Linked DNA regions of Mus musculus: region 2 is linked to region 1. The links are chromatin contacts, called in public HiChIP or PLAC-seq maps. All regions are on one chromosome and are shown on one strand. The core of a region is the stretch at or near the end of the contact, and the rest is flanking DNA. Distances in the headings are between cores, read along the strand shown.

What was found. HiChIP or PLAC-seq counts read pairs in DNA pulled down with a chosen protein or histone mark.
Region 2: a contact with region 1 is called in an H3K27ac HiChIP or PLAC-seq map of T-cell acute lymphoblastic leukemia, with 7 times the contacts expected there. The contact joins two enhancer-like sites. A contact is called at or near these places in 6 of 115 datasets of contacts at active chromatin or transcription factors (CD8 T cells, T-cell acute lymphoblastic leukemia, embryonic hindbrain and 3 more).

Annotation. Positions count from the first base shown.
Region 1 is chr4:128,709,085-128,713,651 of GRCm38.p6, forward strand. It overlaps Phc2 (polyhomeotic 2), which reads left to right. Exons shown (of 15, transcript NM_001195130.1): 5 at 415-579; 6 at 1,974-2,060; 7 at 2,975-3,275. Among named protein-coding and RNA genes, the nearest start is that of Gm33712, 16 kb to the right of the region's middle. Within about 2 kb of position 2,482, at least 184 of the 459 cell types and tissues checked have an H3K27ac peak or open chromatin away from gene starts, as enhancers often do. A contact at or near this core is called in CD8 T cells, T-cell acute lymphoblastic leukemia, memory CD8 T cells and 1 more, where this site is marked.
Region 2 is chr4:129,031,332-129,035,898 of GRCm38.p6, forward strand. No RefSeq gene overlaps it. Among named protein-coding and RNA genes, the nearest start is that of Rnf19b, 25 kb to the right of the region's middle. Within about 2 kb of position 2,435, at least 304 of the 459 cell types and tissues checked have an H3K27ac peak or open chromatin away from gene starts, as enhancers often do. A contact at or near this core is called in CD8 T cells, T-cell acute lymphoblastic leukemia, memory CD8 T cells and 1 more, where this site is marked.

The sequences.
Region 1 (4,567 bases), core at 1,232-3,731:
TCCACATCCATGGACTGCCTGTTGCCTACGATTCTCCCTACTATCTGGATCCAGCTGTGGGGATGCCTTAGCCATGTAGGGTCATAGCTGGGATCGGTTGCTCCTGCCAGGAAAAAAATGGGTGTGCTCTTTCTAGCTCTGCTATTAACACCCCATCATCTTTCTGGTGTCAAGGCTCAATTGCTAACTGTGCTTGCACCATAGGGTCCAGCCCGCAGCTGTGTGTCCAAGCCAGCTCTGGGGCAAAGTTAGAGGAACCACCCAGAGCCAAGTGCATGAGATGGTCCTAAAGGCCGCCACGTAGGCCATAGAACAGGAGAGAGGGAGGCAAAATACAGGGGACTGCTTGCCTGGCCTCCTGGGACACTGCTAGCCCAGCCTCCTGTTTTCTGATGTGCACATCTCTCTCATCAGCTCAATCTGGCAGCCTCCCCGGCAGCAGCCCAGCTTATCAACCGGGCACAGAGTGTCAATTCAGCCGCAGCCTCGGGCCTTGCCCAGCAGGCCGTGCTCTTGGGCAACACGTCCTCCCCTGCCCTGACTGCCAGCCAAGCACAGATGTACCTCAGGGCGCAGATGGTGAGTATGTGCGTCCTGGGTGTGTTCCTGGACTTCAGGGACACAATCAGGAAAGATAGGAGATTAGAGAAAGGAGCAGAGATCGCAAGGAACCAGGAGCAGGAAGAAGGGGGTGGAAGAAGCCTGAGGGCTGAGTGGGCAGCCGTAGGGATCAGGGAGGGTCAGGTCCAAGATGGAGCCAGGGAAAGTCACCCTACAGTGCCTCCCTTCCCTGCCCATCTCAGAACTAAGTTAGGGAGACGGGGCAGGATGCATGCCCAGGTGGTGCCTAGAACTCACAGGTGAGCAGACAGATTCTAGCTGCTCCACAGAGACGAGCTGGCTCCCAGGACAGTCCTCTCAGCTTGCCCCGTTCTATTTCATGTAGAACATACCTGACCTGGCACTGTCTGCCCCTAAGGGGTCCTTAGGTCTGGGAACAGCAGACTAGGAAGCAACCACGTAACCGTGGTGGGCTCCAACCGACAAGTCCCCGCCCGTGCCGCCCGTGCCGCCCAGGCTGAAGAGAAGCTGGTTTTCTCTTTTACCCATGATGACACCATCCTGAAGACAGCGTAGTCCCTCCCTGCCTTGCTGTTAAGGCCAGAGCATCACACCGGGGGCTGCTCTGATCTTGTTCCCTAGTTTTTCTTCCTGACTCCGAGCTTGTCGCTGCGGGTACTCTTCCCCTTCCCAGGCAATGCCTCAGACAGCATATGACTGGACTTCCATGTCCCCAGCCAACTGGCAGCCACACTCCACTTTACTCTATGTCCCCACTGGGGTCCTGATGCCCATCTGCTGCCCTCTGAGAGCAGAATGTACACAGAGGGAGTGATCCAGGAGGCCCCAGCACTGAGATGAAGGAGGCCCCCTGCCCCGACACCAGCTTATCCACATGCATGCAGAGACAGAGCCACACAGAGGTCAAGGTGCCAGCCAGTGCTGCCTCTTTACCTGCACCCCTCCAGATGAGACGCAGTCACCGTAGCTCCAGGCCATCTCCTTCCTCTGCTGTTGCTGCTTCCAGACTCCCCTCCCCACCCCCGCTGAATCAGAGCTTGACTAGAAAGTGACCACTGTGCAAACCGATTTAATCCTTTTTGAAAGATAATCTTATTCCGATCTAGCCCTGGGGAACAGAGCTATCTTAGACCTGGAAGATCAGCCTATGACAGCTGCCCAAGGTTCCTCCTCACAGGACTGAGGAGACAGTGCCAGATTCTGAGGCAACAGAGTCCCTCAGAACAAGGGTCCCGCTTGCTTAGCCATCCCCTGGCTAAACTGCTCTCCCCTGTGGCTCAGCCTACACTGGGCAGGTAAAAGGTGCCTCGTTCCCTGTGATTCCAGACCCAGCTAGGTAACTTGGTGCAGGTAGCTAGGAGCCTAGGCCCTCTGTTCCTTTGTCCCCTCAGCTCATCTTCACGCCCACGGCCACCGTCGCTACTGTTCAGCCTGAGCTCTGCACTGGTTCCCCTGCTCGGCCCCCTACCCCTGCCCAGGTGAGGACCCCGGGCTCGTGGGTGGGCAGGGGGGTGGGCAGCTCATAGAGGGGCAGGGGTGCTGGCAGTGGTAGGACTCGTCTATGAAGCAATAAGAAAATGGACTCGCTCGTTACCATCCAGCTGGCCTCAGCACCTCTTGGCTCCTCTGAATATAGGTAGGCAGCAGAGAGCACCGTGAGCCAGCACTGAGGGGAGGGGATCAGAGGCAGGGGCATACGGAGAGAAGGAACGGTATGGGTGCTGGCCTCCGGCCTTCTGCTACAGCACAGAGGAGCTATTCTGTGTGAGACGTCTGTGGGAACCTGAGAACGGACCTCTTACTCAGTCTGTCTTCCTACGCCATCTCCAGAAGGGGGACCCAAGCTCGAGGATGGAGAAGCTAGGTTATGAGTCCGGCACTGCCCCCCATTGTCCAGCAGAGGGCAGCAGGGACCAGGCTGAGTAAGCATGCGGCTGTCTTGGAAACGACCTGGCGTTAACCTGACTGTGAGGACAAGCTGAGCCTCTGCTTTGCCTGTCAGTCTTGTTCTGTTTTTTTCCATACCGTGCTTTGCCGCAGTAGGATGCAACGAATCCCGATAGTGTCAGGGGTGGGGAACGAAAGGCGCTGGCTTCCCTGCCCCTGTCTGCCCCAGCCGGGCAGCCCCAGAATTCAGTTCTGATCACTAACCATACTTCCTGTGTTCTTTACAAACTCCACCCACTCCGGGCTTCTCTTTCAGCCCCTAACTACCCACCCCGTGCGTCTCTCTTTCTGGTGTCTCTTCTCTATCTCTCTTTCTCTCACTCGCTCCGTCTAGAAACCATTTTCATGTCTGTAGTCCTGGATCTGCCCTAACTCCCTCTCAGGTGTGTGTTGCTGTTGCCCCGGCCTGCATTCTCTGGACTCTCACGGGGCCCCTCTTTTTCAGGTACAGAACCTGACGCTTCGCACCCAGCAGACACCAGCAGCAGCAGCCTCGGGCCCTCCCCCCACCCAGCCTGTCCTGCCCAGCTTGGCCCTGAAACCCACACCCAGCAGTAGCCAGCCTCTGCCTGCCCCACCACAGGGCAGGACCATGGCTCAGGGTTCCCCTGCGGGTGCCAAGCCTAGTGGGACTGACAATGCGCCAGAGACACTCAAGGCAGGAGATGGTAACTGCAACATGGAGGGCCGGCCAGGGCCTGGCCGGGCAGTTCCTGCTGTGGCTACTCACCCGCTCATTGCACCAGGTAAGGTCCCAGCACGATGAAGTCTGGGTTATGGATCAAGAGAGCCCTCCAAAGCTTCCAAACGTTCCTTCCCATATGTGCGTTAGGACACCAGACTCCCTGTCCCCTCCCAGTCCTGGGGTGTTTGCCAGCCCCAGGCTCCGGTTCATGCTTAGTCTGACTTTAGAAACCACATCCCTAGGGTTAAGCCTTTGCACCGACACAGCCCCGGCTCCGGGAACCGGTCACAGCCTTAGCCCTGAATGGGTGGGGACTGGTAGATGGACTATTTTGGGATCCCCAAAGTTAGTGAAAGGGATGTGGCCAGCCAGAGCTTGGGAGAGCCACAGGCAGAGGAGAGGCAGGAAGCTGACTCTAATCCTTCAGGAGGCCTTGGCTAACTTATATGGGCAAGCTTTCTGACTCCTCTGAGTTCCCAGAGGCTGGGGAGGTAAAGGAGGGTGACACTGTGGCCTGTTCTGTGTCCAAGCTCCGAGCCCCGCAGGAGAGTGGAAGGACCCCCTAACCTCGTGGACAGGAGCCTGGGATCTCCACACTTGAGAGTAAATTTAGAAGATTGGAAAAAAAAAAAAAAGCTGATTGTTTGCTGGGCCCATTCATTCTGCAAATGGGGGTGAATCAGTGGCCTCTGACTAGCCCCCGGCCCTGCCCACTGAACCTCCCAGCACTGGCTGTGAATGAGAAAATCTGCCAAGAGCTCTGGAAGCCTGGAAACAAACTTTCTAGTCGAAGGAAAAAGTGTGAGCAATTCAACAACAGAAGTAAATATAGCAGGGACCATATTGCTTAGATTAAAAACAGTCCCTGTGGCCAGCCACCAACCCTCATCCTCACCCACGCACGCCACTGAGAATCCAGTAGACGCCACACGGTCTCTGAAGTTTTCTTGAGAATCTATGACTACATTAAAACCAAGGTGATCAGGCTGGGGTGTAACTTGGTGATACAACAATACTTACCTAGAATATGTGAAGCCCTGGCTTTGATGCCCACTGTCACCAAAAAAGGTTAAAAAAAAAAAGTCAACTTATGCTTTCTTACCTAAGAGAATATACAGTTAAAAGCAAATCCATTCAGGCTTTTAATCCATTGTAGGTGTGGCAGGCACAGATAGTCAACTCAGTACCAGGCAGCTGACTCTGGGGTGCTGTCTCTCAGAGGATGCACCTGAGTTTTTTTATGTAGCCCAGGCCAGCCTGGAACTCCCCATCTTCCTGTCTCAGCCTCATGAATACTGGGGTACAGGTATATGCCAACACAGCCAGCTGGCACCCGAATCTTGAAGAATGAGC
Region 2 (4,567 bases), core at 1,185-3,684, 320 kb after region 1:
AAACAAAAACAGTACTCATGTTTAGATCTGTGGTTACTTTGTCCCTTCCCCACCAGTCTGAAACCCCTAAGGACAAAGATGTCCACTTGTGTGTCTCCAGTGTCAGCACAAGGCTGACCATACAAAGTATCCCAAGGTGTTTCTCACAGTTGGGGGTACACGTGAGGGCCACAAAGGGTGACTTTCAGAGAACAGTCTTCAGGACTAGGGGGCTTGTGTACATGTGCGAGATGTTGCTGAGGACGCTCTACTCAGAGTTGCTGACTCTGGCTCTTGGGTACACGGACGCAACCTCTGATTTAGAGAACCCCAGAAGAGGAGTGTGTCAGACCGGAAGATAAGGGCACTGGGAACCTGAACTCATGAATGAAAGTCTGGAGACGAGAGCAGGAGAGCTTGAGGAAGAACTGAATGCCAGTGGCAAAGAATTCTGGGTGAAAGCTGGGGCTGGTTTGTCCTTGGGGACAATGGAAATGCCATAGGCCATATGGGGATTATTCTAAAGGTTTCTTCCAGTAACATGTTGGGGTTGTACATCTCTAATTTCTCAGTGTGTACAGAGACATGAGGCTAACCCATCCATACATTCGTGTCTATTTCTCCTCCCACTTTTTTTTTAAACAGAGTTTATGCTTGTAGTCCAGGTTAGATTCTACATTGCCATCTTCCTACTGTAACCTCCCAAGTGCTGGGAGTTCAGGCCTGGGTCCTCACATCTGGCTAGCGTCCACTTTTCTGTTCAATAAAATCTTTATGCTCATCACTCATTTAAACTTAGTGACCCCATAAGTGGGAAAGGGTGAGACACCTATTGGACAAACAGAGAAACTAAAAGCAGAGAGGTGAAGGGGACCCGCCATGGCCACAGCTCAAGAGCAGGTCAGAGGCCTGAGATCCTTGAAGAGCTCATACCTCTTCTCTTTTACAGAGAAAGGAAAGGGGACCGATGGGGAATGGCCCTACTTAGCTGATGAGGAAGTACGTGCAGAAGGCTCTCTAAGCCTCAGTGAGCAGCCACTGAGTCCTCCAACCGTCCTCGGTAATGCTTCCTCTCTAGACAGAACCGTCCAACAGCCCAGGGTTTACAAAATAGCTTGCCTTAGCCACAGCATCTTGGGCTCAATATTATTACCACTCCAGAGCATCTGTCACTCCCCCAGAAAGGGAAAGGACCTCCCATGACACCCAGCAAACCAGGAGCTTACAGCAAGAGCCATCTCCCTGCATCTTACCTCAGAACAGCAAAGCAGAGTGGTCTGCCTGATAGCACCCATCTCTGAATGCAAAACTACCTTGGGAGGGGCAGGTTCCCTGGCCAAAGATGGCAAGCAGCTGGTATGAGGCCTCACCAGGTCAGCTACGTTGTTGTTCTAACATGGCCCCAAGTGAAACCTGGACTGAACACCAGGTACTTTCTCATGGAGGTGGGGGTGGAGCAGCTACAGTGTCTGCCCCCACATCCCACTATGAGAACACGGTAGGAGTTGGGGGTTTCCACTCAGATCCTAGCAAGTTGCTCCATCATTCTGTCTGACCACAACCACTTCCTCCTCTAAAAACTCCCTTCCCGCAGGCCCTGACACCAGCCAGGCCCTCAGCGAAGAGAATCCCCCCCACGATCTGGTTTGTTAGCTGTGGCCAAACCAGGCTCAGGAATGTCACAGAAGGTCCCATCTGACTTCAAGTTGTGGTATGGAGGGTGGAAGAAAGAGCTGGCTCTGAAGCCATTTAGCCTTTTCTAGGGGGAGGACACACTGTTCTCATCCTGCAGTGCACCTCCTAAACAGAGGCCTTAGTCCCCAGGGATGGGAGCAGCTGTCATCCCTGGTCATTTTATAGGTAAGGAAGCTGAAGCTGGAGCCGAATTCAGGGTAACCCCAGTTTTTCTCAACGAGTTCTCTGTTCCTCTCAGAGACCTGCTCAGTGAACTTAAAATAGTCCAGAGCGTCAAGTTGTTTGTTTTGCTTTTGCTTTGGGGACTTTTTGGAGGTTGCCTGGGAGAAAGTGAAGATGCTGCCTAAGCAATCAAAAAGAGGAAGAGACAGCCCCTCCACCCCATTTCCAGGTCCAGAAACAGATAAGACCACACAGCAAGCAAGCGAAGGTCTGGGTTAGAGCTCGCCGAAAGCACTGTCGGGCTTGGACCCAGCCAGACTGCTGCCTCCAGTCAACACTATTTTTAGTCAGCCTTGGACTGGAGTCTGGCCAGTGATCGCTCCACAGGTGGGGCTGCAGACGGAGAACTGCATTCCAAAGTCAGACTTCAACTGATTCAGTCAGTGTGTCAGGCTTGGGGTGGAGGCATCCCTCACTCTGGCTGTTTCCACTCCTCCAGCCCCGCCCTGCTCCACCACGCCCCCTGTACTCCCTCCTTCCCGGGCTTCCGGAGGCCTCGTCTCTAGGTACTGTAACCAGAGAGCTAGGCCTACCTGTCCCAAGATGTCAGAGAGCCTTGTCTGCTATGACAAAGCCTGTTAAAGGAGGTAGGGCCCTCTCTGTAGTAGGAGGGGCCGGGGTGGGGGGTGGTTCTATCGAATGACATCATCCGCAGGTCCTCCTCACCCAGCCTGCCAGCCCTTCAGTCACAGTCAGTCTCCCAAATGTTCATTCCTTTCTTCTACAACCCATTATCCAATGCTTGCTTCCTTGCTCGCTCGCTCCACACTTCTCAGCAGCCATAGTAGGTCACGCGCACCTTGTTAGATACCGGGAGCAGAGAAATGAACAAGATGGTATGTGGCCCTTACCCTGGAAGAGCTTCCAGTAGCAGGGCATAAAATGGTTAGTGACGGTCACTACTCAACATGCAGACACCAGACACATGCTGCAAGACAGAGGGAGGAGAAGGAACAGGGTAGCGAGATGCAGAACAAGGCCAGGTAGGTTACCTCTGACCAGATTAGAGCGAGTAGCAGTCAGCCAGGGCAAGTTCTTGCCCCCACTCTGAGCTTTTTGCAGACCCTGACTGCAAGATTAGTTTCCATTATTTCCATCTTTGCCACAGTCCTGGGAAACAGTGATTGTCACCCCCATTATACAGGTGACCAAACTGAGGCTCCAAGACACTAAACGGATTGTGACATAACCAGGAAGTACAGAAGCCAGACCTAAATCCAAGTCTACAGACAAGGGGAGGGATAAGTTTCCACTGTTAAACCCTTTATGTGGATTATATCCGGAGGCATTAGAATTTGAACTTATCCTTTTATTACATTGGTTTTATTTTTGTTGTTTTTGTTTTTTTGTTTGTTTGTTTGTTTGTTTGTTTGTTTTTTTTTTTTTTAAGACAGGGTTTCTCTGTGTAGCTCTAGCTGTCCTGAAACTCACTTTGTAGACCAGGCTGGCCTTGAACTCAGAAATCTGCCTGCCTCTGCCTCCCTAGTGCTGGGATTAAAGGTGTGTGCCACCACGCCCGGCTATTACATTGGTTTCATTTTCTCCGGTTTTTCTTCCACAAGAAAATTGAAAATTTTTAAGTGTAGGGAGGTTTTGTTTGTTTGTTCCTTTGTTTGAGGAGTTTTTTGCTTTTAAGTCAGGAAAAAAAAAGTATAATGTCCATTACTAGTTAGTTTTACTTTTCTTTAGTGTTTTCCTAACTTACTATATCAAGCATGGTTTTTGGTTTTTGTTCTTTTGTGGCGTGGGGTGGGGGGGCATTGTTTTGTTTTGTTGGTGATGGTTTTGTTTTTGTTTTTGAGACAAGGCCCAGGCTGACCTCAGACCTGAGACCCTCCTGCCCCCAGTTTCCTGAATTCTAGGTAGTCGGCACCACACTTAGCAGGCCAGCTCAGTCTTATAATTCGAAAGTGGTGTTATTTTTAAGAAATAAGCCCTACGAGTCAAAGTAGGACAGGGTGATCCAGTCCCCCGAAGCATCTGCAGTTCCTGAGAAAAAGGCCCCGGGGTTTTGGTTGACCTCAGACCAGATTGAGTCAGCAGGGTGAAGTGTTGCCAAAACCACCCGGCAAACAGAAATGCTTCTTGCTCCTCAGCGAGCAGCTCCTCCCCCAGCAAGCAGCACCTCCCTACACCTCAGCCGAGCCAAGGCTTCATTTGAAGCTCAGTATGCAGGAAAGTTGCCTCAGGTCTGCTCAGCTGAGAGGCCTGTGTGAGAGGAAAAGAGACCTCGGAGTGTGGAGATCTGCACAGAGCACACATGGTTGACATGCAAATGTGGGCAAAGCTGGAACTGGGGCTTAACCTACCCAGAGAAATGATGAGCTCTGTCCCTGGGTGTTAGCATTCTATCTAAACCCCACCCCCAGTTACCTGGCAACAGCCAGGTAGACTGACCCACTATAAAAGGGCCTGCTTGCCCCACTTCCTTCTCTTGCTTCTCTTGCTCTCTTGCTCCCCCTCTCTCCCCATTCCCTCCCCCCTCCTCCACGAGCTCATGGCCGGCGTCTATTCTTCTCTACTTCTCTCTCTCTGCCTCTCTCTGACTCTACTACCCTCTTAACTCTCCTCCCCATGCCCTGAATAAACTCTCTTCTATCCTACACCATCGTGTGGCTGGTCCCTCAGGGGGAAGGGATGCCTTGGCATGGGCCTGCTGAGACATCCCCTT